Regions from separate parts of the Mus musculus genome. Here region 1 is linked to region 2. The links are chromatin contacts, called in public promoter capture Hi-C maps. All regions are on one chromosome and are shown on one strand. Each heading gives the region's core, a stretch centred on a gene start, on an enhancer-like site or on the middle of the called end of the contact. The rest is flanking DNA. Distances are from core to core; before and after follow the strand shown. Region 1 holds the start of Dtx1 (deltex 1, E3 ubiquitin ligase). Region 2 holds the start of Med13l (mediator complex subunit 13-like).

Region 1 (4,777 bases), core at 2,016-4,515, 2.2 Mb before region 2:
CTCTTACCTGGATTAATCCTTTCTGGGAGCTCCCTGAGGGAAACATATGCCCAGAGCCCAGCCTTACCATTTAGCAGGTAACTCTAGATACGACTGTATTGACAATGGGCACAGCCAACGGAATCGAAAGCAAAGTCTCAAAGAGACACTTTACCCTGTGCCCATAGACACTGTTCTGAACGCCCCACGGTGGGAATGAATTAATAAGTGAACAGAGAGCAAAGACTTCATATCTGCAGGACAAAGCCTCCGGTGGACATTTACACAACAGGAACCTACTTGGTGCTGATGAATTGTAAACTCGAATGTGACTGAGATGAGGAAATCTTACGTTCCTGGCTTTTGCCACAATAAGAATCGGTTTAAATAGATTACCTAAAAAGGCAGCCAGGCCTGCAGGAAAGCGAGGAAGTAAGCTCTGGCCACGAGGGGGCGCTCTGCACCCGCTCCTATTTCGTTCCGCGGCGGAAGACCTGGACTCTTGCAGGTGGATCGAGTTCTATCCTCCCCTTGGCCAGCCTACGTGTTCCACAGATAGAACAACTGTTTCAGCTCCAGGGGCCACCGAACTTCAAGCACATCTGGGTCACACTAACTGTCAGCCTGTTTTTATTTCCCGTGGGTCCTTCTCCTCTGCGATGGAGAAAGGAGCCTACGTCAAGGGCACCCACAGCCAGCCAACTTGGATTCAAAGGGAGAGGTGGTGAAAGGGCCTCATCCAGACTCCGTGGATTAAAGATATTGAGATCTATGAGGAAGTGGAGACATCCATCAAAAACCATGTACCTATGTACCTATGTCCTCAGATGCACGGTACAATAGCCAGGTCCGGGGGTGTGGGAAGTCTGCCGCAATGCCTGCTGGGAGGTTGGAAGCCCGAGAAGGACGTACAGAGTACCTGGTTCACAGAATGTACTCGAAACATCCTGTAACTGCCTGCATCCTATGCCCAACTGGGGCCTGGGTCAGACAATTCGAGGAGGAACCAAGGAAGCTGACTTTGGGGCTGAACCGGACCCCTCTGTGGACCCAGGAGTGTCTGTCCTCTTCTCTTTCTTCCTCTTGCCTCCCACCCACCTGTTCCATTCTTTTCCTCTGCTCTATCATTTTCAGGACAGGAGTCCACACCCACACTCAGGCCCGCTGACCTCCCTGCCATTCCAAGTGGCCCCAGGGATTGAACTCAGTCAGGTCTAAGGGCTTGGCAGAAAGTGCCTTTCCCCACGGAGCCACCTTGCCGGACTCGGTATAAATGTTTTTTTAACCAAGGGATCTGTGAATGGCCCCCAAACAGACCTGGAGTGCTCACGATACAGAGACCCTCGACTCAAACTGCCTTGGCCTCACTCTCTTGAATCCAGAAAAACAAATCAGTTTCCCCGGTAAGGATTATACTCTTACCATCTTTGAGGACTTGGACAACGATCAGGTGCTCTCGCTGGAGACCAGTATGGATGGATGCCCCACATGAACTTCGGGTATGTATGTAGGGTATCTCGTCACCCTGGGTCTCCTGCCTCTTGATAGGAAAGCACCATTCTTGGGTCACAGCTTAGACACGAGATCATCAACACAATGGCCCCTTGTCACAGGATGGGCTTTACAGGTCACCCTTCTGGGGTCCCTCAAATCCACCTTCACCACACTCAGCCCTATAGCCTCAGGAAGTCCCCTGACTTCCAAGGGCCCCAAAGATATAGATAGATAGATAGATAGATAGATAGATAGATAGATAGATAGATAGATAGATAAATAGATAGATAGGAACCAGAACCATATATATCACTCTTAAAAGAACAGAGAAGAGCTGGCCCCAGCTCTAGATGGACAGAGAGGGGGTGGGAAGAGCCTGGAATCCCGCATCCATCCTGTTCTGTGTGACAGGGACAGAGTGACCAATGCATGCTCCTAGGAATGGGATCCTGAGATCCCGCCCCTTCTGGGCCTGCAGCCACAGGTGGCTGTTAACTGCGTGTAGTCCTTCTCAGCCCTCCTTGGTGAAAGGCCTCACTGTGCTAGATCAGCCAGATTACATCCATTAGTCATTCAACACGCATCATGGCGGCCTGTTGCCATGGAAAGTGCAAAGGCGTTGAGGCGTCAACTCCCAGCCCTACTCACTCTTGTGGGAAGTCGGACAAACTGAGTAACCTCTCTGAGCTTCCAGAGATTTTGCTTCCTGCCCATAACATGAGGACACAGTCTTACCTCCAGGGGCTGAATGGAATGGACACTCAATAAGCAGAAGCCATCATTTGTGATGATCTTGGGCCACAGAGGTGAACCGTGGTGGAAGCCCTTAGGGGCCTTTTGAGCAGGAATCAGTTTTGTGTAAGTGGTTAAAGTAGTTGATGGCGTGATATGGGGTGTCACAGAGGAGGAGGAGGAGGAGGAGGAGGAGGAGGAGGAGGAGGGAAGACCGATGAATCAAGAGAGGCTGCTGGGAGGAGTTGGCTGGATTCTTCTTTTGTGTTTGCTACTAAATCCCTGTGCAACTTTGAGTTGATGACTTCCTTACCCTGAGGACCTCAGGTTCCCACCGATTGCAAGGTGGTCATTAAGCAGTGACTAGATGTAGCTGTGAATGGCTTTCTTCTAAAAACAAACAAACAAAACAACAACAAAAACGCAGGTGTCCTGGGCAGGGTAAAGACTCCAGCTAATCCAGTTTTGGTTCTGGGAGTGAGCCTAGTGTAGCCTGCCCTTCACCCTTGCTCTCCCTTCCCCCTGCCCTCCCCCAATCCCCCCAGATCCCAACAGAGGAGGAGCAAGGGCCACTCTGGTCTGGCTCCCAAAGAGGTCCCTTAACCCTGCTCAGCTGCCTGGATCGCAGTCCCACACAGCCTCATCTTTCCCAATCTAAACAGGGCAGGTCCTGGATGTCTCCTCTCTCAGTCCATACCTGTGTCTGCAGATGCTGTGTTCAGCTTGCCAGAGGGCCTATCACAGTGCCCATGAACGCTTAAACTGCTGCTCCAAGAGATCACCCTGTAGTTGGCCAGTGGCCTTATGAGCAGTCTTTAGACTGTCTCTAAATCAGATTCATTCATTCAAGTACTTATTGAGCGCCTGTTGTGTACCAGGCCCTAGCATAGATGCTAAATGCAAAGATGATAGATTGGAACCAGAACCCCTAAACACAGAACGGATCTGATGCCTCGTGGGCCCAGCCGGGGACTCGGTGACTCGCGTGTCACAGCGGCTGGGCGGATCGGTCTCCTCCCCTTCCTCTACCCGCCCCGCCCCGAGGCCGCCTCCACCCGCGGGATCCCAGCGACGCGTCCGACGCGTCCGCGCGCCAGGACTACTGCGTCCTCCTGTCTGTCTGTCTATCCGGCGGCGGGCGAGGTCCGGGCTGGGGCAAAGCGGTGCCCTCCTTCCCTCCCTCCCGGGAGCCAGCGGAGAAAGAGTCAGCGGGGGGTGAAAAGAGCCAGCGCGGGGAGATCACGGTGAGCGTGTAGCGCAGGGACCCCAAATCCCTGGCTCTGGCGGGCCCACGGGCAGATGCCACCGGGCGGGGACATAACGACCTGCAGCTCTTTTGCCCCCGGGGACGCCACCCCTGAGGAAACCTCGGTCGCGGCTCCATCCGGCACCCTCCATCCATCTCAACATCCCGCATCTTGAACTCGAATCCCTGCATCCCACATCCTTCATTCCGCATCCCGGAATTCTGCATCTCCACATCCCGCGTCCCTGCATCCCACACCGCAGCCCCCGGTAGCGCGCGGCCCGGGGCGGGGGACGCGCTCCAACCGAACACGGGCCACTGCGGGTGACAGCCTGGGGTATGATGCCCGCTGTTCTCCGGGTACCCCAGGGACTGCAGGGCACAGACCCCCGAGCCTCCCTGCCGCCCCCCCACCGGCGCCCCATTGTTCTCTGCCGCGGCTCCTGGGAGGGGGAGGGGGCTGCTCTCTTCTTAAAGGGCCCTTTCTCCTTCTTGTCGCCCCTGCAGGTCGCGAACACCAGTGGGGTGGGGCGTGCCCACGGCCCCCGCCCCTCCCCAGGGTCCCCCAGCTGCAGGTCCGGACCGCGATCCCCACGCTCCGCCCCCTTCCCTGGGAGATCTACCACCACTCAGGCCGGCCAGGAGAGGGGACAGGGGTGCAGGGGTGCAGGGAGCCCCGTCGGGAGGGGCGGACCCAAGTCACCCCGAAGCGAGGCACGGGATCTGGAAAGCGGAGCCAAGCGCGCAAGGAGCAGCAGGCTGGGGCCAGGGCCTCCTGGGTGACAAGGCCCTGCGTGGCGGACAGAAGGAACGGGAGAGAAGCAGGGACAGGCCGGACTTAGAGGGGCAAGTGCCTCCTCACTCCTGCACCTGCACTGAGGGGACTAAGGGATTGAGATCATGTCCCCCACCTAGGACAGACATTGCCTACCGCGCACCGCTGTGTGCAACAGCTGCGCTCTGCGGGAAGGGGTCCTCGCAGCGTCTGGATGGCCACCCATCCCCCTAACCCAGGCCTCTAGGCCTTGGAGACGAGCCCAGCTGGAAAAGAGGCCACACTCCTCGCCGCCCGCCCTGGAGAGGGAGGACGAAGCTTCCCCGGTGCTCCCAGGCCCAGGAGGAGCTGGGCCAGCAACAGTGGGGACCTGGCCCCGCAGGCGGCAGCGGCCATGTCACGGCCAGGCCAAGGTGTGATGGTGCCGGTGAACGGGCTGGGCTTCCCGCCGCAGAACGTGGCCAGGGTGGTGGTGTGGGAGTGGCTCAATGAGCACAGCCGCTGGCGACCCTACACGGCCACCGTGTGCCACCACATCGAGAATGTTCTTA
Region 2 (4,868 bases), core at 2,332-4,831:
TTACAGCATTGCTCAGCTACCTACAGCCAGGGAGACTTTAAGCAAAACAGACATGAATGTGGAGCAAAAATCTAAAACTTAGAAGTGTCCCCTCCTGTCCCGGTACCCAGCATACTTAAGTCTAGCCTAAAGGGCACCAAGTCACTTTCTCCACATTATCTCAGAAGAAACACACAAAGATACACTGGGCATCTGGAAACTAGGATGTGTCTTCCCTTAAGGGTGAGTTCAGTGCCACAAGGTACACGGTTACATTTTCCAAAAATGAAGATTTAGCACACTTAATTTGATGGCCACCATGAGAAAAGTTTTGTGTCACAGAGGCCCAGCCAGGCATGGATTTCCTGCAGTGGCTACAAATCTCACAGGAGGAAGAGAGAAACAGCACAAGGGCCCATATCACAGCCATCCAATGGCCTTTCACAGGTTAGGGTGGGGGTGGAGACAGAAAAGCAAGAGTAGGAAACAGGACTCCAGGCAGTATCAGAAAACAAACTCAGTCAAAGCCTAGGAACAAGAATCGTAAGAGGCCTGATTGCTCAGTCAGCCTTGCTAAGCCCTGGCGATGGCCTCAGGATCTCAGGAAGTAGTGGGTCGCGTTCCCTCGGGGCTCGGCTCCAGCTTACACCTCCATCCAAGCTAACAGGAGCATGTGGGTGGGTAGTGTTCCAGAAGTGACTATTCTGCACTCAGAAACAAAACTGCAGGCCAAACTTTTCAAAAATACAAAATGCTAGGTACCTAGAGTTCTGACAAAAAAAAAAAAAAAAAAGATTTTGAAAGGATGCCTCTCCTTTGAAATCAACTATTCTATACAATGTTCTTTACGCAATGTATTCTCAATAAGTAAGATAGGTTGCTGCTGTGTGTATGCTCTTCAGAAAAAAATTCTCAATTAAGAATCCGAATAAAGGACTGTTGGCAGTTTATTCTTGGTTTTGGTTTTCCGTGGGTCTCTTTTATTTGGCTTGGTTTTCTAAGAAAGTTTAGGGCTGGAGAGATGGCTCAGGGGTTAAGAGTACTGACTGATCCTCCAGAGAATCTGGGTTCAATTCCCAGCACCTTCGTGGCAGCTCACAATGGTCTCTAATTCCAATCCCAAAGAACCCAGCACCCTCACACAAGCAGGCAAAACAGCGATGCATATAAAATAAAGATAAATTTCTTAAACAACTAGACAGCATTTACCTACCTCGAGGTATCAGGAAATACGTTACATTTTAAAACTAATCTAAGCCATTTCTGCATTTCAATGGAGTTACCCAAAAAAGTTAATTGTACTTTATATTCAAGTCAACTTTTTGGTTTAAGCGGAGAAATACCCAGAATGCAGTCAAAATCAAAGTCCAGAAATTAAAGAAAGAATCCGGACCATCTCATCTCTACCCCATAGATCCCTGAAGCTGAGAGTGGAGCTGTGCAGTCAGCAGGCATGCATTTGCCTGCACAACACACTGTGTATACATTAGCCACATGCACACAGGCAGCACTGCTCTCAGCCTGATGCACAGCAAGTGGGAGCTCTCCCCAGCTAACACCAGCTGACTTGGTTATTTTAATTACCTATAAAAGTGTCATTGCGGTCACCCAGTCACCAAATTGGTTGGGGGGGGGGGTAAATACCGCCTAGTCAATACATTTGCTGATCTATGAAGGTCCCTGAACCTAATAATAAATGACAGACAAGGGAAGGGGGGGGTGAAAAAAGAGACAGAAGTAGTTTTATCCTCACATCAAAAGATCAACGGTAAATTACCACAGGGGTAAAAGGAAGGACCCCCAACTTCTAACTGAACCTCGAAACAGCCTCAGGATAAAATTCGGGGTGATCAGGAATCAGCCTGCTTACAAGAGTGGGAGCAGGGGGACTGTGTCACTCCTGTGTCTTTGTAGGCCAAAATCATGCTTGATTTCTTCATCAGCATGAAAACAGAATGACACTTCCAAAGTTGGCAACAATTCCTCTTTCTCCACTAGTCTCCAAGGGGAGAAAAAGCATCTATGCCACCCATAATTAAATGTAACTAATTACAATTTGAACACTAAATTATTTATCCAGTGTAAACAAGGACTAAAAGGAAATAAAGCTTCTATCTGCAGCAGGGGTTCCAGAAAATAATTTGCAATAAATGCATGCTCTCCAAAAGTCAGCACCCTCCCCCCCAGCACCCTCCCCACCAAAATTGGGCACACAACTAAAATAAGTTGAGTTTTTAAGGCTAAATTAAATAGGCCGTTCAACCAATTTTCCAATTATATTCTACGCTTGAAACATAATTGCCTTACATCTGTTTACAAATCTTTGCTCAATATTTAAACAAATTCGTACTCTCCCGGGCACATAGCTACACACACACAGTAACTCAGGCACAAAGCGCGTATTTAAAGACCATGCACTCCCATTATCAGCGTAAGCGCCGGGTTTAACAACGCGAATGTTTTCAGAGCTAGGTAATACGACCCAATAAAAAGCAAAGATGGCATTTACCACCAAATGTCACTGCCACCGCCAGGAAAGAGTTGCTGGAGCTCTATACATTTTTAATTTCGACGAATCGAGCCGCCGTCGCCCGGTGCCAGGCTTCCAGAAGAACAATTGACACCCTAAATGGTTCGAGATTAAGGCAGGCGATGCACTTCCAAAGCAAAAGTTGTCAATTATCAGAGGCGAGAGCGGGAGAGAGGAGAGGCGAAGGCAGATAAAAGCGATGTTATCAAACCGCCCAGCTTGTTGCTCGTGTGTGTGTGTGTGTGTGTGTGTGTGTGTTCCTTGTTAAAGCAGAGAAAACAGTTTTTAAAGGCAGCGGAGGAGAGCGAGGAGCAGCAGCTTCCTCCACCTTCCGTGGGCTCCGAGCAATGGCTCTCCCGCTCTCCGGCGTAGTAAACCCCGAGAGGCGGGCGGCTGTCCGTGTTTACAACGGCGCGAGCGAGCTCCGGCTGCCAGAGTCCTTTTCCCTGACACCATCGCCTTCCATCAACTGTTTTCGGGCGAAATCGCAGGTGTCATTGTGGAAATATTAAAAGGAAAAAAAAGGGAAAAAAACGGAGAAACAGAGGAAGAGAGAAAGAAAAAATCAGAAGGCAGACGCCGGCGAGTGGGAGAGCAGCCGATCCGATCGGGAGAGAGAGAGAGAGAGAGGACGAGCCTGCAGCTCACCCGCGCCGGCGGCTGCACAAGGCAGAAAAGCCTTCCACATTTCGGGGAAGGAGGAGAAAAAAGAAAAAAAAAGAAAATAAGGGGGGAAGGGGAGGGGAGGGGGTGTGATTGCCACGGAGGTGGGCGCTCCGAGCGCGCCCCGGCGTCCGCAGCGCCCCGACTTCCCCACGCACGTCCACGCCGGGCGCCGCGCTCGCCGACGCCGCCAGGGCTCCGGGAGGAGAAAGTTGCGCGGCGGGGAGGTCGCGCCCCCCAACCCGGGCTCCCCCCCGCCCCGCCACTCACCAGCGAGAAGAGGTTGGAGTGACAATCCTCCAGGCTCGCCCCGTTCGCTACCCAGTTCGCCGCGGCGGTCATGGTCCTCCGCGAGCCCGGCCGCCAGAGCGGGGCATGTCGGAGCGGGCCGGGCCGGGCGGCGGCGGCGGCGGCTCCCGGGCACCAGGGGCGCGAGGCCCGCGCGGGAGGCCCGAGGGCGGCGGTGGCGACGACGGCGACGACGGCGGCGGCGGGGGGCGCGGGCCGGCAACGCCGCCCGCCTCTGTCGCGCAGGGCCGCCGCCTCCGCCTCCGCCTCGCCGCCTCGTCGGCCGCCTTGTTTATCTCCAAGCCGGCGGGCGACTCGCCCTCGGCCGCGCCGGCGCGGGAGGCACGCGAGCCCCGCAGCCGCCCCGAGCCGCCGCCGCCGCCGCCGCCGCTGCGCGAGCCCGCGAAGGGGGGGGTGCGGACGAAGCCAGCGGGCGACCCCGGCAGCCGAGCGCCGTCCCCTCCTTCCTCTTCCTCCCCACCCCCCCCCTCCTCCCCAGTCGGCCGCGCTTCTCCTCCCTCCCCGGGCTCGCTCGCTCTGACAGCAATGGCGGCCGCCGACCGCGGCTCGGCCCGCCATTGGCTGCGGCGCGTCACGTGACGGGCGCCGGCCGCGCGGGGGGCGGGGGAGGGGCCGCGGCGGCGGCGGCGGCGGCGGCGGTGGTGGCTCGCGGGAGGCGCTGCTGAGCCGAGCGAGCGCGGCCCTCTCGGAGCGGGGTGACGGAGCCAGGGAGGGAAGAGAAAGAGGTGCGGGCGGCCGTGGGACGCCGGGGCTGCGTGGACGCCCCGCCCTGGGCGCGGGCGCGCGTCGGGCGCGGGCCGAAGAGGGCCGCGGCTTCCCCGGAGCGGCCTCCGAGCCCCCCTGGGGGAGCATCTCGGGTCCCCGAGGAGCGGCGTGGGCCGGCCCGGCCTGGCCGAGCGAGCCGAGGAGTGTCTCCTCCTCGAAACCTCGCGCGCGACCGCCCGCCGGCCTGCCTGCCGCAGCGCACCGGGCGGAGGAGTAGGACTCAAAGAGACACAAAGGCAGCGAGCGAGGTGCTTGCCCGGGGTCGCGGGATTCGAACCCAGGCATCGGGAAGCCAGGGCTCGGGACTCACTGCCTCCCGAGCGCTGAGCTCCTAAAGCATCCCGGCTGCTGGAGCCCTTGGCGCCCACTCTGTGCGTGCACGCAGGCATTCCTTACATAGATGATCCCAGCGCTCTTAGGTGCCACATTCACACTGGGCTATGTGGAGGGGAGCAGGCCCTTCCTCCAGCTCCAAGCGGTCAATAATAACCAGCATCCCTTCTTCAGAGAGTAATGGGACTGGGAGAAGTGCTGATGCCGGAGACTGCCTTCCAGGACTTTTCGTCGTGGAAATAGAGAAAGGGAGAAAGTTGACTTGGAAAGAGGTAGAATTAGGCAGGCG

The links. Promoter capture Hi-C pulls out the DNA fragments that hold promoters and counts their contacts.
Region 1: a contact with region 2 is called in a promoter capture Hi-C map of pre-B cells, with 8 times the contacts expected there. The contact joins the promoter of Dtx1 here to the promoter of Med13l in region 2. A contact is called at or near these places in 2 of 39 promoter capture datasets (hippocampal neurons and pre-B cells) and 1 of 115 datasets of contacts at active chromatin or transcription factors (astrocytes).

Annotation. Positions count from the first base shown.
Region 1 is chr5:120,710,157-120,714,933 of GRCm38.p6, reverse strand. It overlaps Dtx1 (deltex 1, E3 ubiquitin ligase), which reads left to right and starts at 3,265. Exons shown (of 10, transcript NM_008052.3): 1 at 3,265-3,449; 2 at 3,959-4,777. The coding sequence starts at 4,621.
Region 2 is chr5:118,559,432-118,564,299 of GRCm38.p6, reverse strand. It overlaps Med13l (mediator complex subunit 13-like), which reads right to left and starts at 3,581. Exons shown (of 31, transcript NM_172424.4): 1 at 3,443-3,581. The coding sequence starts at 3,514.